Linked DNA regions of Mus musculus: regions 1, 3 and 4 are each linked to region 2. Evidence: chromatin contacts called from public ChIA-PET data. All regions are on one chromosome and are shown on one strand. The core of a region is the stretch at or near the end of the contact, and the rest is flanking DNA. Distances in the headings are between cores, read along the strand shown. Region 1 overlaps Ryr3 (ryanodine receptor 3). Region 2 overlaps Aven (apoptosis, caspase activation inhibitor). Region 3 holds the start of Katnbl1 (katanin p80 subunit B like 1). Region 4 holds the start of Slc12a6 (solute carrier family 12, member 6).

What was found. ChIA-PET counts read pairs in DNA pulled down with a chosen protein or histone mark.
Region 1: an RNA polymerase II ChIA-PET map of memory CD8 T cells shows a contact between it and region 2, with 19 read pairs. The contact joins two enhancer-like sites. A contact is called at or near these places in 1 of 39 promoter capture datasets (the HPC-7 cell line) and 3 of 115 datasets of contacts at active chromatin or transcription factors (embryonic stem cells, memory CD8 T cells and thymic regulatory T cells).
Region 3: a contact with region 2 is called in an RNA polymerase II ChIA-PET map of memory CD8 T cells, with 160 read pairs. The contact joins the promoter of Katnbl1 here to the enhancer-like site in region 2. A contact is called at or near these places in 3 of 39 promoter capture datasets (liver, macrophages and neural stem cells), 2 of 15 datasets of contacts at CTCF or cohesin (CD8 T cells and embryonic stem cells), 8 of 115 datasets of contacts at active chromatin or transcription factors (the SCID.adh cell line, bone marrow-derived macrophages, embryonic stem cells and 3 more) and 2 of 9 other capture datasets (adipose tissue and liver).
Region 4: an RNA polymerase II ChIA-PET map of memory CD8 T cells shows a contact between it and region 2, with 51 read pairs. The contact joins the promoter of Slc12a6 here to the enhancer-like site in region 2. A contact is called at or near these places in 2 of 39 promoter capture datasets (neural stem cells and pre-B cells), 4 of 484 Hi-C or Micro-C datasets (CD4 T cells, embryonic stem cells and rod photoreceptor), 7 of 115 datasets of contacts at active chromatin or transcription factors (the 230-238 cell line, bone marrow-derived macrophages, embryonic stem cells and 3 more) and 3 of 9 other capture datasets (adipose tissue, liver and pancreatic islet).

Annotation. Positions count from the first base shown.
Region 1 is chr2:112,713,173-112,716,864 of GRCm38.p6, forward strand. The region is part of intron 65 of Ryr3 (ryanodine receptor 3); the gene reads right to left. Among named protein-coding and RNA genes, the nearest start is that of Gm22676, 210 kb to the left of the region's middle. Within about 2 kb of position 1,694, at least 32 of the 459 cell types and tissues checked have an H3K27ac peak or open chromatin away from gene starts, as enhancers often do. A contact at or near this core is called in memory CD8 T cells and thymic regulatory T cells, where this site is marked.
Region 2 is chr2:112,508,091-112,511,672 of GRCm38.p6, forward strand. All of the region lies in intron 1 of Aven (apoptosis, caspase activation inhibitor), which reads left to right. It also overlaps a transcript of Chrm5 not described here. Among named protein-coding and RNA genes, the nearest start is that of Gm22676, 9.0 kb to the left of the region's middle. Within about 2 kb of position 2,276, at least 39 of the 459 cell types and tissues checked have an H3K27ac peak or open chromatin away from gene starts, as enhancers often do. A contact at or near this core is called in CD8 T cells, memory CD8 T cells and thymic regulatory T cells, where this site is marked.
Region 3 is chr2:112,377,262-112,380,829 of GRCm38.p6, forward strand. It overlaps Katnbl1 (katanin p80 subunit B like 1), which reads left to right and starts at 1,950. Exons shown (of 10, transcript NM_024254.3): 1 at 1,950-2,096. It also overlaps a transcript of Emc4 not described here.
Region 4 is chr2:112,264,912-112,268,199 of GRCm38.p6, forward strand. Slc12a6 (solute carrier family 12, member 6) reads left to right here and starts at 1,403. Exons shown (of 25, transcript NM_133649.2): 1 at 1,403-2,181. The coding sequence starts at 1,911.

The DNA of each region.
Region 1 (3,692 bases), core at 444-2,943, 200 kb after region 2:
AGGGGAAACAAGCCAGTAAGTAACATCCCTCCATGGCCTCTGCATCAGCTCCTGCTTCCTGACCTGCTTGAGTTCCAGTCCTGACTTCCTTGGTGATGAACAGCAGTATGGAAGTGTAAGCTGAATAAACCCTTTCCTCCCCAACTTGCTTCTTGGTCATGATGTTTGTGTAGGAATAGAAACCCTGACTAAGACAAAGGGAAAGGAAAACATCCCATCTAACATCCCTGCAGCTGGGCTAGAGGCTCTAATACTTAGCATCTTGTTCAAAATACACTGAGGAAAAAAAATCGCTCCTGGATTGATCCTATGCCTTTACAACAGAAATGATCAATAACTTCAGGTGACTTAAGTGACTTTCTGTCTGTCACTCACTTTGCTTTTTAAGAAAGCATATTTCCTGGGACTAGTGAGTTAACTCCCTTTTCTCTGTTTTGTATGACTGAGGTCACTTCACTGGATAGGGGCACCCAGAACGAAATGAAACTAGAATTCAGTATTATTTCAGAAAGAATTAGATTTCTTTTCTTTTGTATTGCTGACGTTGGATGTTGACAAAGGACCTTGCTCTGTGCATCAGAAAACATGGGTGACAGCCTGGGAATCCCGGGAGACCCTTATACACACGGTAATTTTACATATACACTATCAGAGCAAAGCATTAAATGCTGAGAAGCCAGCCTTTGCACCAGGAGCTTAGCATTCAGAACAGTATCGAGCGGCACAGGCAACTGACACACTTATTTGCGAGCACAGTTATATATAAGAAAGCTCAGGTGTGTGTGTCTAAAAGTCACACACATAATTATCACCATAGACACTTCTTTCTCCCACAGAAGAAGAACAAGAAGTTGCTTAAGGTTGGTGCACTGCAGTCATGATAATGACCTTTAGAAGTTATTTATACATACAATAATTGGTCCTTGAATGGGACCAACATTTATGATTCACAGGGTGTTTTTGGGCTCCAAATGTCACATGATAATCTCAAAGAGCAAATTCTGGTATGTTAGCTACCTGAAGTCAGCCTCAAAGGAACCTTATTAGAGGCAGACACAAGAGTGTTGGGAAAAGTCATTAGAACATACTGCCCTTGCAGCTTTTATATAACAGTTCTCATGGTGAGGGCCTCTCATTTGCAGCAGCTGTAACCCCTGGAAAAATATCAGAGATGTAGGTCCTCAGGCCTTACTCCAGGTCTACTGAGTTAGACATACCAGTGGCAGTGGTGGGCCTTGGAGATCTTTTTTTTTTTTTTTTTAAACTGCATCTTCTTTATTTTGCATACTTTTAATTTTAGAACAAAATAAAACAAACAAAAAACCCACAATACATAACACCCAACCCTGCTATTCTGTGTGAGGGGATCTTCCTGCCTTAAGGCACAGGACAGGATAGAAGATTCTTGTAGACATGAGCAGAGAGCCAGGTGGCTGAGGCAGACAAAAACGACAAAGCTGTCAAGGACCTGGTGGTGCTGCTGTTTGAAACTGCTCTGCTCTCCTCTGGTTTCTCACTTGAGGCCTTGTAGATCTTTAACACACCAACCAAGTGACTCTGACAACCACCGAGTAGGATTCGAAAGTTCTTTATTCACTTCTCCTAGCAGCTCTTCACCCAAAGAGCACTGCCCCTTTGCAAGGTAGGCTGATAGCTTACACCGGAACTGGGCCTCTTTTCTCAGTGGCTGATTATTGAAACAGGATATGGAAAGTAAGCAAGGAGGCTGGTGACAGGATGTTTTTGTCAACCCCATACTCTGACTAATAGGCTATTTCTATGTGACTAAGGTTTTATGCCAGTTTGAATAAGTGTCACAAAACGGTATTAAACTTTTTCTTAGGCATATTTTAGCTTTGGATAAGAAAGTGACACATGTTCTTAGGGTATTGAGGCTTCTAATATAATTAACTTTATTGGCACAACACTAAACATCAATTAATAGTGATGTCCAATTGTTGGAAGATTGATGCTATAAATCAATCCATACATTAAAAAAAACCATGCCATCATTGTTACCTTAAACATTCCTTCCTCTCCTTTTCTCCTTCAGCCACCCATTTTGTAATGAATAAAGTCTACAGTCTTATGTTCCACTAAGCTATCAGTTACTCTCCAGGTAATTCACGCTTCCCAAAATTCATTTTGATGCAGATATGACTTTAGAAAGAGCCACAGAGATGCTCAGCATTCATTCATTGCTTATTTAAACCAACTGTGAAAAGCAGGAGACTTGGGGGTCAAGTCTCAGTGTTGCTGATGCAAAAAGGTATTAGGTCCAAAGGTCCCTAAAAGGCAAAAATGCCCCCAAAATGACAGTATGGACTCAGCTCAAACTTGACACCCTGACAACAACAACCTGTGAAATAGGTTTCTGCCTGCCAGAGAGAGCCACTTCCTTCATCTCCCCTTGCCTTTGGTGAATGGGGCGTCTGGTTTTCTATTGGTGAATACCTGTGGTGCATATCAAATGCCAGCCTCTAGTTCCCTCTGCTATTCTAATTCAGTAGAATTTTATTAGTGGTCTTAACCTAAATTATCCTGGGAACCCTTTTTATGGGGGGAATGGTTGGGGTAGGGTATTCTTAGTATGTGAAATAAGCAATAAAGACTGAAACTGCTGTAGTTTAGCACTCTGCATTCTAGATTAGAAGGACACTGGTGACAAGGTGTGCTTAGGACCTCATGACATTTTAAGAAAGAGCACCTGAAATAAATGGAACTTTTATGGAGTATGGCTGTTCATTTGCAGTATATATCCATAATTTCAGAAAACCTTGTCTCTAGATGAGATGGACTATAGTTTAAAATGACTTACTATATTTTTGTTTCTCCTAACATGGCAAGGCCTATAATTTGGCAGTTTGGCCTTCAGATTTCATCAAATCACTATAGTTCTATTGGAATTCAAGCTTTACTAAAAATAAAGCTATTGAAGAGGTTTTATTTGAGCCTATCATCTTGTGACATCTGTGTCATCTTGTGCCATCCCAAGACAGTACAGAGCTTTCTCCATCTTGTATTCTTGCTCAAGCCATTTCAGGTTTAACTAGAATCTTCTTGATAGAAGATAGAATCCCCTGTAAATAGAATCTCAACTCTGTTCTAGGAACCTAAGGTCAAGATGCCCAAGCTAGCTTACCTTCTGTTAAACTGCCTGCTTGTGCAAGCCTCTCCCTCCAGCTAACTACTTAGCTTAGCTTCTGTTAAACTGCTTGTTGGCATAAAACTTCTGTGTAGCTGTCAGCAAGATACCATGATGTATTTTTACCTCTACAGCCCCTAAACCTAAACACTTGGGTCCCGATTGCTTCAGCTAGTCCCAGCTAGATGGAATAAAGACTTTCAGCTGGTTATAAACTGTCTCTGAGTGGTCATCTCTAGTGGACTCCCGGTAACAATCTTACTAATATCACACTGAATCCAAATATGAGGTTACTTACTTTTGCTCTCCAGAAGAAGGATTACAACTTGATTTGGATTTTAGCTTTAATGGTTATTGGTTGTTTTCTGAGAAATCTTTATTTGTTTAAAAAAAAAAAAAAGGCTGTGGGCCAAATTTGTCCTATGTACATACTTTACCAATCTCTGTTATAGAACTTAATGCATGTCAATTCTTCTGTTAAAAAGTCTCTTCCTTGTATAACTACAATTCCTTCTGGTGCTATTCCATGTCTTATTTTCTGTGATGG
Region 2 (3,582 bases), core at 1,026-3,525:
TTAACTGCTGAGCCATCTCTCCAGTCTCTCCAAACAAATTATTTCAGGAGTGGGGTGCAGCTGCAACAATTATTTTAAAAGATAGAAGTGGCTGTTGAACAGGGGGGTGGCTGGAAAAATTGGGGTGGTTGCATTTTAGGAGTCTGAATTGCCTTGAGATTATCACTGGAAATGTGAACCCTAAAGATAATTCTGGATTGGTCTCAGATAGGAAAGAGAGGTATGTTAACCAGACATTGGGAGCCAGTGATCGTTGTTCAAAAGTGGCAGAGACCTTCACTAAATCCTTGTCTCCTGGTGGTGTTTGTGTATTAGTGTACAAAGAATTGCTGCCTCTACTGCTTTGAGAAGAAAAGTGTTGTCACACCATTCACTATTAGCGGAAAATTGATTTGTCTTTTGTCATTGTTGTTCCTGAGTTGCTGGGATTAAAGGCGTGTACCACCACACCCGGCTAATGGAGAGTTTTAGCTTGCCCATCTTGAGGATTTGCTTCATCTCCATTCTGTAGAGCAGGTGAAGTCAAATTGACACTTGACTATTAGAAAAGCTGCATGTAAAACAGTCCTCATTTTAGCTGAGCCCCTCTGTGTGTTCCAGTGGAACTTTGTTGTTTTTTGTGTTGCCACTGGGCAGGATAATAGCTCAGCTGTACTTTGATTTATAAGTAACCTAATTGGGTTTCTGTTATTTTATGAACACTGAAACCAGTGACCAGCATCCAGGTACAAAGTATTACTGTGAAAATGACCAGTTTAGCTTTGACATGATGGCATCATAAAAACACCATGTTTATGTAGTACTGTGTCTGCTTGCTATGTCCATGTTTGTATAAGGAAGCAAATGTCTCCTATGTATTATCCTTCTTTCTACTCTCCTCTGATGGGGGCTCCTGTGGCCCTTGCATTTGAGTCGGAGCAATGAGATACTAGTTTGGTGCACCTCTAATTTGGGGTCAGGGAGTCGTTCGTCTGCAGGCGGCTAGTCTGTTATGAATGCTCAGGGACTCTGGAATAGTGGCAATTGCAGGGTCCTCGGTTCTCCCCAGGTCTCCTGCCTTTCATTTCACTGTTGGTTTTACTGCAGCAGCAGGCTCTCAGGTCACAGTTGTGTTTTATATCAGAATCATTATCTTGCTCAGGTATACATTTTACCTTGTGCTTTAGCTGCTTAGAGATTTCAAGCTAACTGGAGAAGCTTCTATGAACTTACTCCATGGGACAATAAAAGAATATTAGGCTTTCCCACGCTAACCCTGCTCACACTTTGAGTGCTCGTTCTAGCCCCCAAGCCCTCATCAGTCTCTGGTATTAGTCACTCATTAGCAGATCTCACTCACTAAATAACTTAACTCAGCCAGCATCTTTGGGCCTTCAGAAGTTTATAGAGATGGCAGCCTCTAGGCTTCAGGCCACATTTTGTAATCTCTAGATTTTGATATAAATGGCCATTTTCTTTTTTTTGTTTTTCTTTTTGTTTTTGTTTTTCGAGACAGAGTTTCTCTGTATAGCCCTGGCTGTCCTGGAACTCACTTTGTAGACCAGGCTGGCCTCGAACTCAGAAATCCACCTGCCTCTAATTATTATTATTTTTTCGAATTTTCTTGTTTTTATAGTGAGACTTATGATATTTGAGGGCTGAAAGAGATCTTGGAAGGCCTATTTAGTCCATCCTTTTAGGAAACTTTATGCAGTTTCATTTAGGTGAGAATTATTGACTAATATGAAATTTGTTGGGTGAATGGTTGATGACCAAAGTAAAGTTGCAGAAATGTCCTAAATAGAAATGGGGTCATATCTGTACTGTGAGTGGGCAGACCCGCCACTCAGCCCTCTGTCAGTTCACATTGTTAGTTGTGCTGGGGTTTCCTTTTGTCTGTCTGTCAACTGATGTGTTGTAACTATGTTCAGGTGACCACATACAGTATATTTTAGTCAAGACCTATTTGACTGAGCATTAAGCAACATTGGAAATTAAAAACAAATCTATAAGTAATTTAAGAAAAGCAAGGAAAAAGCCAGACAGAAGATGGACTCTTCTGCATGCTCCCAGGCCAGGCCTTGTCAATAAATTGACACAATATAAAGAAAGCGTGTGCTGGTAGCTTCTAATGATGTAGGGTAAGGGGCAGGTAGAACCCATTGGGAACTTGCTGTAAGAAATAAGCTTTAAAGGAGTTTGTTTTGGAGGGCGTGGGTCTAGAAGTAGTCTGTGTGGTTTGGGCGTGGTGGCATATGCCTGTGACCTCAGTGCTGGGGGGTGGGGGGAGGGCGGGCTGAAACATCTGAATCTGAGAGCCTGAGCTTCATGATAAGATTTTCTCAGAAACAGAACAGGACCAGCCCTTTCAACAGTGTGTGAGTGTGTGTGTATGTGTGTGTGTGTGTGTGTGTGTGTGTGTGTGTGAGACATAGAAAATGAAATGTATTGAAATGGAAAGGTAGACATGCTGACTTAATAAAATTGGTTACCAAAAAATAAAATGTATTAATATAATAGAGGAATGAACTGGGAATATGTGTCCTTTGGTACTCTCTAGGTGATGAAAGGGGTTTTTCTAGGTGGTACTTGGGACTTTGAATGTAGGTCCTTGTGTGTACTATACAAGTAGCCTAAATGTGGGTTTTAAATTTTATCTTAATTTTCATCTTCATCATCTTCTACATTTCTGTGTTAGTAAAGTGCTTTAAAAATACTTTAGTTGATTTTTTGAGAATTTCACATAATGTGTTTTGATCATATTCATCCCTTAAATTTGACCCTGACCCCTTCCAGATCCTCCCCCACCTCCCTGTTCTCCCCTCAACCCCAGTAATCTATTGAGTCCAATTGGTGCTGCCCATAAACTCCTTTTTTTTTTTCTTTTTTTTTTTTCCATTTTTATTAGGTATTTAGCTCATTTACATTTCCAATGCTATACCAAAAGTCCCCCATACCCACCCACCCCCACTCCCCTACCCGCCCACTCCCCCTTTTTGGCCCTGGCGTTCCCCTGTACTGGGGCATATAAAGTTTGCGTGTCCAATGGGCCTCTCTTTCCAGTGATGGCCGACTAGGCCATCTTTTGATACATATGCAGCTAGAGTCAAGAGCTCCGGGGTACTGGTTAGTTCATAATGTTGTTCCACCTATAGGGTTGCAGATCCCTTTAGCTCCTTGGGTACTTTCTCTAGCTCCTCCATTGGGAGCCCTGTGATCCATCCAATAGCTGACTGTGAGCATCCACTTCTGTGTTTGCTAGGCCCCGGCATAGTCTCATAAGAGACAGCTACATCTGGGTCCTTTTGATAAAATCTTGCTAGTGTATGCAATGGTGTCAGCGTTTGGATGCTGATTATGGGGTGGATCCCTGGATATGGCAGTCTCTACATGGTCCATCCTTTCATCTCAGCTCCAAACTTTGTCTCTGTAACTCCTTCCAAGGGTGTTTTGTTCCCACTTCTAAGGAGGGGCATAGTGTCCACACTTCAGTCTTCATTTTTCTTGAGTTTCATGTGTTTAGGAAATTGTATCTTATATCTTGGGTATCCTAGGTTTTGGGCATAAACTCCTGATAGTGAGGCTCTCCAGCGGAGCATGGTG
Region 3 (3,568 bases), core at 700-3,199, 130 kb before region 2:
GGACACCTTGGCAGCTCATTACCGGTATAAACCTTAAAATCTGGGTCTGGATTTGAGAGTTTATATTTTAATAAGTTCCATAAATGAGCACACTGAAGATCTCTTCTTACTTTTAGGCATCTGGACGCCTTACTTTCAATAAGATTTTTCTGTTAGTAAACCAGATTTCGAGTCTCAGGTCTCTGCCATTTGCTACCACACCGCCCAGCCTCTCCTGAGGTAAGGAACATGTTTTTTCTCTCTTTATTCTCTTCTGCCGAGGGCCCAGGAATAATCTTTATTGCATAGTGGGCCGTCAAGAAATTCATGTTTAGGATGATGAAGAAATACCTTGAGTGAAAGTGACTTCATGTGCGTTACGCTTCTATTTTAAAGCACCACCACCTACTTGGTAGAAGTCATGTTTAGGAAGTATTCTCTCTGGCCTGGTTCCTCTCACTGGCTCACCCAGATGGAGCTTGCAGGTGTGGCTACACATAGAGGCATGTGCCTGCTTGTGCTTGGTATCATCTGAGCAGCTCTCAAAGACATTGCTCACACAAAGTAGTCTAGAAATATTTTCCCATTCCCATAACTGGCTGCTTCAATGTTTTCATTGTTACTTTTTTTTTTTTTTTTTTTTTTGATTAAAGCTAGGGCCCTGTTGTTGCAGAGGACAAATATATGACATTATACTTAACTAATGGCCTCTTAGCTCTGAATATCCACATCGTTTAGAATATAGCTTTCATGACCTCACTCAGTGTGGTGTATTGCAAATACCACTCTTTCTGACTTTCCAAGCCACCTCCTGTTGTCTATAACACCTGGAGACAAGTCTGCTAGGTGCATAGGAAATCCTTAAACATGTTGATGAACTTAACTTAAGCAGCCATTTCCTTAAGACCTAAGAGTTCTTTCAGGAGCATATAAAAAAGTGAGCCACGGGATGTATGAGGAAGACTTGCATCAAATGCCCTACTTGCTTGGCTGCTGTACTGGGGACAACAACCACAGAAGACAAACTTAGTCTTATCTTTGCTACCCTTGACCAGTGGCTTAACCTGAGCAGGCTCTGGTCAAGGGAATTGCCCTCAGTAACTAAAAATATGTCAGGGGCAGAACCAATTCTAATCTTTTGTTGTTGTTTGTTTGTTTGTTTTTCGAGACTAGTTTTCTCTGTGTAGCCCTGGCTGTCCTGGAACTCACTCTGTAGACCAGGCTGGCCTCGAACTCAGAAATCCGCCTGCCTCTGCCTCCCAAGTGCTGGGATTAAAGTCGTGCACCACCCTGCCCGGCCCAATCCTAATCTTATAGTCTTGTTCCCAACCGAAGAAGACTGAGCTTGCTTTCTGAGGAGAGGACCTATATTATACACATTTGTCTGAAGACTGTTGCAGCAGTCTGTGAGTTTTTGGGTAGGGAGGGTGCTGGGAGTTGCAAATTTTTCGGTTTTTTTTTTTTTTTTAAATAATAAAGTTGATAAAAATTGTTAAAAGAGATTCTGGAAGTGTGACACGTAACAGAAAACAAGACAGTCAGAAATTATGTAGTGTTTACCAGGAGCCACATACTCTCCAAATTACTTTGTATGTATTAACCCATTTGCTATCCCCAGCAATACTGAGGCAGATGCATTTTCCTCATTTCCATTTTACAGATGAGGAATTCAAAAGCACACCGTTTTGTGACTCGTCCAAAGTGGCACAGTTCCAGAGTCCACGCTTTTAACCACTATACCCTGGTGGTTTAAATGAAAATGAATATTCATCTTCTCCTGAACGATTTTAACAGCAGATTGCCCCACGTGTAGATTGTCCCTTACCCGCAGGTCCACTGTTCTTGTGGCAAAGCGTCGGACGCACCTGTGGACACGAGGGGGCGCCGCCGCCCCGCACCCTGGTCCCCCTCCGGCAGGCATCCGAGGGGGCGGAGTCTGAGCTGGGTGGGGCCCGGCTGGCCGCCCACGGGGTAGCTATCCCGGCGGGCCGCGCGCGGCGGTGTTTGAATGGCTGTGAGTGGGGCCCGGCTGGGGATCCGAGGGACGCTCCGAGCTGCCGGGAGCGGTTCATCAGCACAGTGGCTGAGCTTGGGCGCTGCGGTACCATGAGGCGCCGGTAAGTGACGGCCGGACCCGGTTGGGGCCTTCGCTGCTGCTCGCGCGGCGGGCTTCTTGAGCAGCTGGCCGGGCCCACCTGCAGGCCCCGCGGCAGCGGCCTTTCCGGGGCTGGGCGGCGGGGTCGGGGCGGGACGCAGGCGGGTGGGGCCCCCGGTCTCCCGCGGAGCCCCCGGGCGAGCGGTTGTCTGGAGGTTGGAGCTGCAGGCCTCGGGGGTCCTGGCAGGAGAGGCATGGATCAAACCTACTGTCATTTATTTATCTTCGGGTGGAGTCGACATCTGCACCCTACGGGGAAAGACGGGGCGCGTGAGAAGATTGCTCTGCGAGGACAGGTTTTCCCCAGAGCAGCCTAGGCCCGGCTGAGGCATTTCCTTATTTTTCTGAGGAATTTTTGAGTCCCAGACAGATCGGCTTTTGTTTCTAAGGACAGAAACTTGACATAGCCGCATAAGAATCATTGACTGCAACTTTTAAAACCTCGTTGTGCTTTCTGAAAAGTTATTCCGTAATTGTACCTAGGTGCTTAACTGAGCTTAGGCATGGAGATAACAAAGAGTTGATTTGTTTTGTACTGGCTTCTAAAGTCCCTTGAAAACAGCTATATCAATTTCTTGGCAGATCTGGAGAAAAAAGTAACTGGAAGAGATAATTCTATAATTATTGCCGATTTCGTACTTAACGAGCTCGCTGAGACACCAGTCCACCTAATATCTGAAACTTTATACAAAATCATTCAGGATTTTTCCTCTCTCATATATTTTTGGTTGTGAGCCTAGCCTTTAACGGCTGAGCCATCTCTCCAGCCCTCTTCTCTCTTTCAAATCAGCTTCTTCAAGTCAGAAGTTTATGCATGGAGGCTTTTTGCTTGGATAGTAGCTGGACTTGTAATAAGCCATAACGAGTAATAACTTACTTATTTTGTTTTCTGTGTGCTAAGAGTTGTTTTAAGAGTGCTGCTTTGGAATAGGTAGTATTATCATCATTTTGACACGGGAAAAAGGCACGGGGAAGTCATCTTAGGTAGGGTTACATAGTTATTTGCTCCACAAAGCCACAGGGCCGCCTCCTCTGCCTTGATCTTACTAATGTCCAAAGTGTTGTTTCATTTGCTTGAGCTTCGGAGATATTTATGTGCGTACGCCTCTGTGTACACTACACATGAATGAATCCACACACCAACCACATTCCCTGCTCGTATTGACCACGATTAATTTTTGTGTTTGAGGGAAAAAAATGTTTCTAAGATAAATAGAAATAAGGTTTATGGTTTCACTTTTCAGAGACCAGAGAACAGCTGGAAACATGATTCTTTAAAACTGGGTACACTATTTTGTATTTGGAATGAGTATACTTCATAACACCTTGCAGAGAAACACCTCAAGAGTAAGCTACCTTCAGTAGTCAGCACTTATTCATATGGAAACCTTGAAACTTCATTCAGCAATTACTGAGGTTTCTATTGCCTCAGTG
Region 4 (3,288 bases), core at 153-2,652, 240 kb before region 2:
AACGCTGTTAACCACTGAGGGTCTAGCCTCCTGCTCCATTATTAAGTCCACTGATTTGCAACTAGGAGGAAAGGAAAGGTCTCAGGAAAGGCTCCAGTGAGTTTCTGCATTTTGATCAAACTTTCAGAGCGTTTTCAAGTAAAACATGGTTGAACTGAAAGTTATTAAAACACCTTGACGAATTAAATAAACATTCTAGTGTTAATAAAGTGGGTCAAATCCTGGAAATGTTGCAGAGCAGATATCCCAATGTCTTCTCCATGTCTGTATAAGTTCTCTTTAATGGAAATTTAAGCCTGGCTTGCAGTTTCAAAAGGATATGAACAAGAAAGGGGAAAGTAGCCCATAATGATGAACAAGATACAGGTGTCTTAGAAAAGACAACTGAATTTTTACAGAGGTCACATCTAAGGTAACTAGATACCGTAATGGGAGGTTTGGGTGCCATAGAGTTAAGGTTTCCAGAGAGCTTTTAGAGATGACCCTTGCGGTTCGCGGGTCAGTGTTCACTGAGTGCCTCTAAGCAGCATACTGAGTACGTGGAGCACAGGTGAGGAAAAAGCAGCTCGCCACACGCGTTCAGACCCTAGGGCGGACTACAGTTCCCGTCGTGCTCCACGTGAGAGTCGCCGGTCCGCGCAGGCGTGGTGCCCTCTGTCTCCCGCGCTGCATGCTCCGGGCGGGGCTGCTGTTGCCCGGCCGCAGGACGGCGCCGCCCTCTAGCTCCCCAGACTTCTCCGGACGGTTAACCTCGAATGAGGAACGAGAGGGGCGGAAAGGGGAGGGCTGCGGCGGCGCGGGCACAGCCCGCCGCGCCCGGGGCGGGGGGCGGCGAGGTCACGTAACGGCCTCGGGCGTCTGCCGGGGAGGGGGCCTCCTGCGCGCCGCGGCTCCGGAACGGTTAGCGGCTAGTAAACAACAGCTGCGCGCGCACCCGCATCAGCTGGCGCGGGCTCCCGCACCTGCGACCTCCTCCGTAGCCGGGACCAGCCTGCCTGGCCGTCTTCTCCCTCCGCCGAGACCCAAGGAAAGCCGGCGAGAGGCTAACGGGCCCCGGGAGGAAAGCGCGTCCTGTCACACGCAGTGCAAACACGGCGAGCGGTCGTGGGCTTGAGGGACTCGCCACGACCTGCCACGACCCTGCAGTGGGAGCTGCCCTGATCCGCTAGCCGCCGCCTCCAGCTCCTTTGCCAGGACGAGACCTCTGGGAGGCAGGAATCCACTCTGCTTCGGCATCCTCTCGTGGCTCTCCTCTTTCTCCTTCCTGTAGTGTGGGGGTATTTTCCCGTTATGCATGCGCATCTCTCCCACCAGACCCAAGTGGATTATCGACCTCAAAAACATCGGGTGGCTCAGCACACACCTCCTCCCAGCCAGACCTGTGGGGTATTCACCTGATACACAACAGGTGGCTGGTGCACACCTTTGCGCAATCTGATCCACGCTCTTATACGCCTGATAAGGGTGGGCCTGCATGCTCCGTCCTCAGCTAGAACCGTGGGACACTCGGCAGATAAAGGACTAACTACCTCATCCGGACCCTGGGGGTTGAGCAGAGGGAGGCGTCACCAGCTGCTGTGAGATCATGGCACGGAGCCCTCAGCCCTGGACCAGGGGAGATAGCTAGGATTCTGAAAGAACCAAGTTATACAGGATTAGCATCGTTTTGTTCTTATTTTGTTTTCTCGAAAATTATTTTTCAGTTACTGGTGGGGCACTTTATAAAACAGCTGGCTTGAATTCTATACACGGATTCTTAATTGGGCCTTTGTGGGCTGTAAATCAGGGTAATTGAGGGTTTTTGGTTTTTTTTCCCCTTCTATTTTTGCAATCAGAAGTAGCTAGTGTAGGAGGAAGAGTTTTTGTGAGCTTTTCCTTTTTTCTTTGTCAAAAAGGAAAGGGGGGGGAAAATGCATCCACCAGAAGCCACCACCAAGATGTCCTCAGTTCGGTTCATGGTGACACCAACTAAGATTGATGACATTCCAGGTTTGTCAGACACCAGCCCGGACCTCAGCTCTCGGTCTAGTTCTCGAGTAAGATTTAGCTCCCGAGAAAGTGTGCCAGAAACAAGCCGTAGTGAGCCTATGAGCGAACTGTCTGGGGCTACTACTTCTCTGGCAACTGTTGCCCTAGATCCTTCCAGTGACCGGACTTCTAATCCCCAGGATGTTACGGAGGGTAAGTAGAGACTCAGAGAGCCGGGTGTTTCAACCCTTGGGTTGTCCATGTTGGCTAACTACCCTAATTTTATAATCATAAATTAAGGCCCACGTTTCTGTGATGCTTACGAGTGTGGGAATAATAGCGACAGTTAGTAGGTCACTGCAGTAGTCTTTTTGGCGTGGGAAAGTAGCTGGCAAGAGGGCAAGGAAATGTCTATTTTGGTTTCCTTATTTCTGTCTTATTTCTAATTAAAATGACTATTTTTAAAAAATTAAATCTTTTACAACACACAAAAAAAGTTCTAAACTAAAATTTTAATGGGCTGGATATGCGCTTTCTAGAGAGCTTTGGGGCTTTGACTCCTAAGTCAGCGTTTAAGGCAGGTTGTTACATCTTGTGTCTTACTGGATTCTTTTGCAGATTCAGTTGGGTGTCATAAAATTATTTTTTGAAATTTATGTTTTTATAGAGTATTTAAAGTAACTGAATTCACTCAAGGAAGTGGTACTCTCTTGAAAGAATGGAACTTTCGAGAGGGACTTCTCGTGCATGATTCCCACATAATTTCCCTGCTGAGCTTTAGATAACTATTTTGTATATTGTATATTGAGTTTTGTAGTCAGAACCTATAGAAGCCACTTCTGTTCGTATTAACCACTTTCCAGACTTGACCTTGAGCTGACGAGCCTGACTTGAATTAGAAGTTTTCCTTTGATTTAGTGGGAAGAGGTGATGCAAGGAGGAAAGTTACTTTTTCCAGACTCAGTTAAAAAACTTGAGAACTGCCACTTAGTTTTATGCCTCATTCGGACCAGCATAAGTCTTTTTTTTTATTATTTAAGTTTTTCCCTTAAGAATCTTAAAGACTTTTAAAAATTCTATTCTACACAAGTTTGAAAACATGGCTTTAGACAGTGACTTGTTAAAGCAAGGCTATCTTACCATTTCCGGTCTCAGGAAATAGTGTTCCTCCTGACCTTAAGTGTTCCGGAAGCCAGAATAGTTTTAGTTCCTCAAATTTGCTTGTTTTTAATGTCTTGAGAAAGATAGACTTGGTAAAGCTTATAGTTCCAAAATTAACTAATCTTTAGCGAGTCATGTTTCTTTTATGGCAGTAGTATG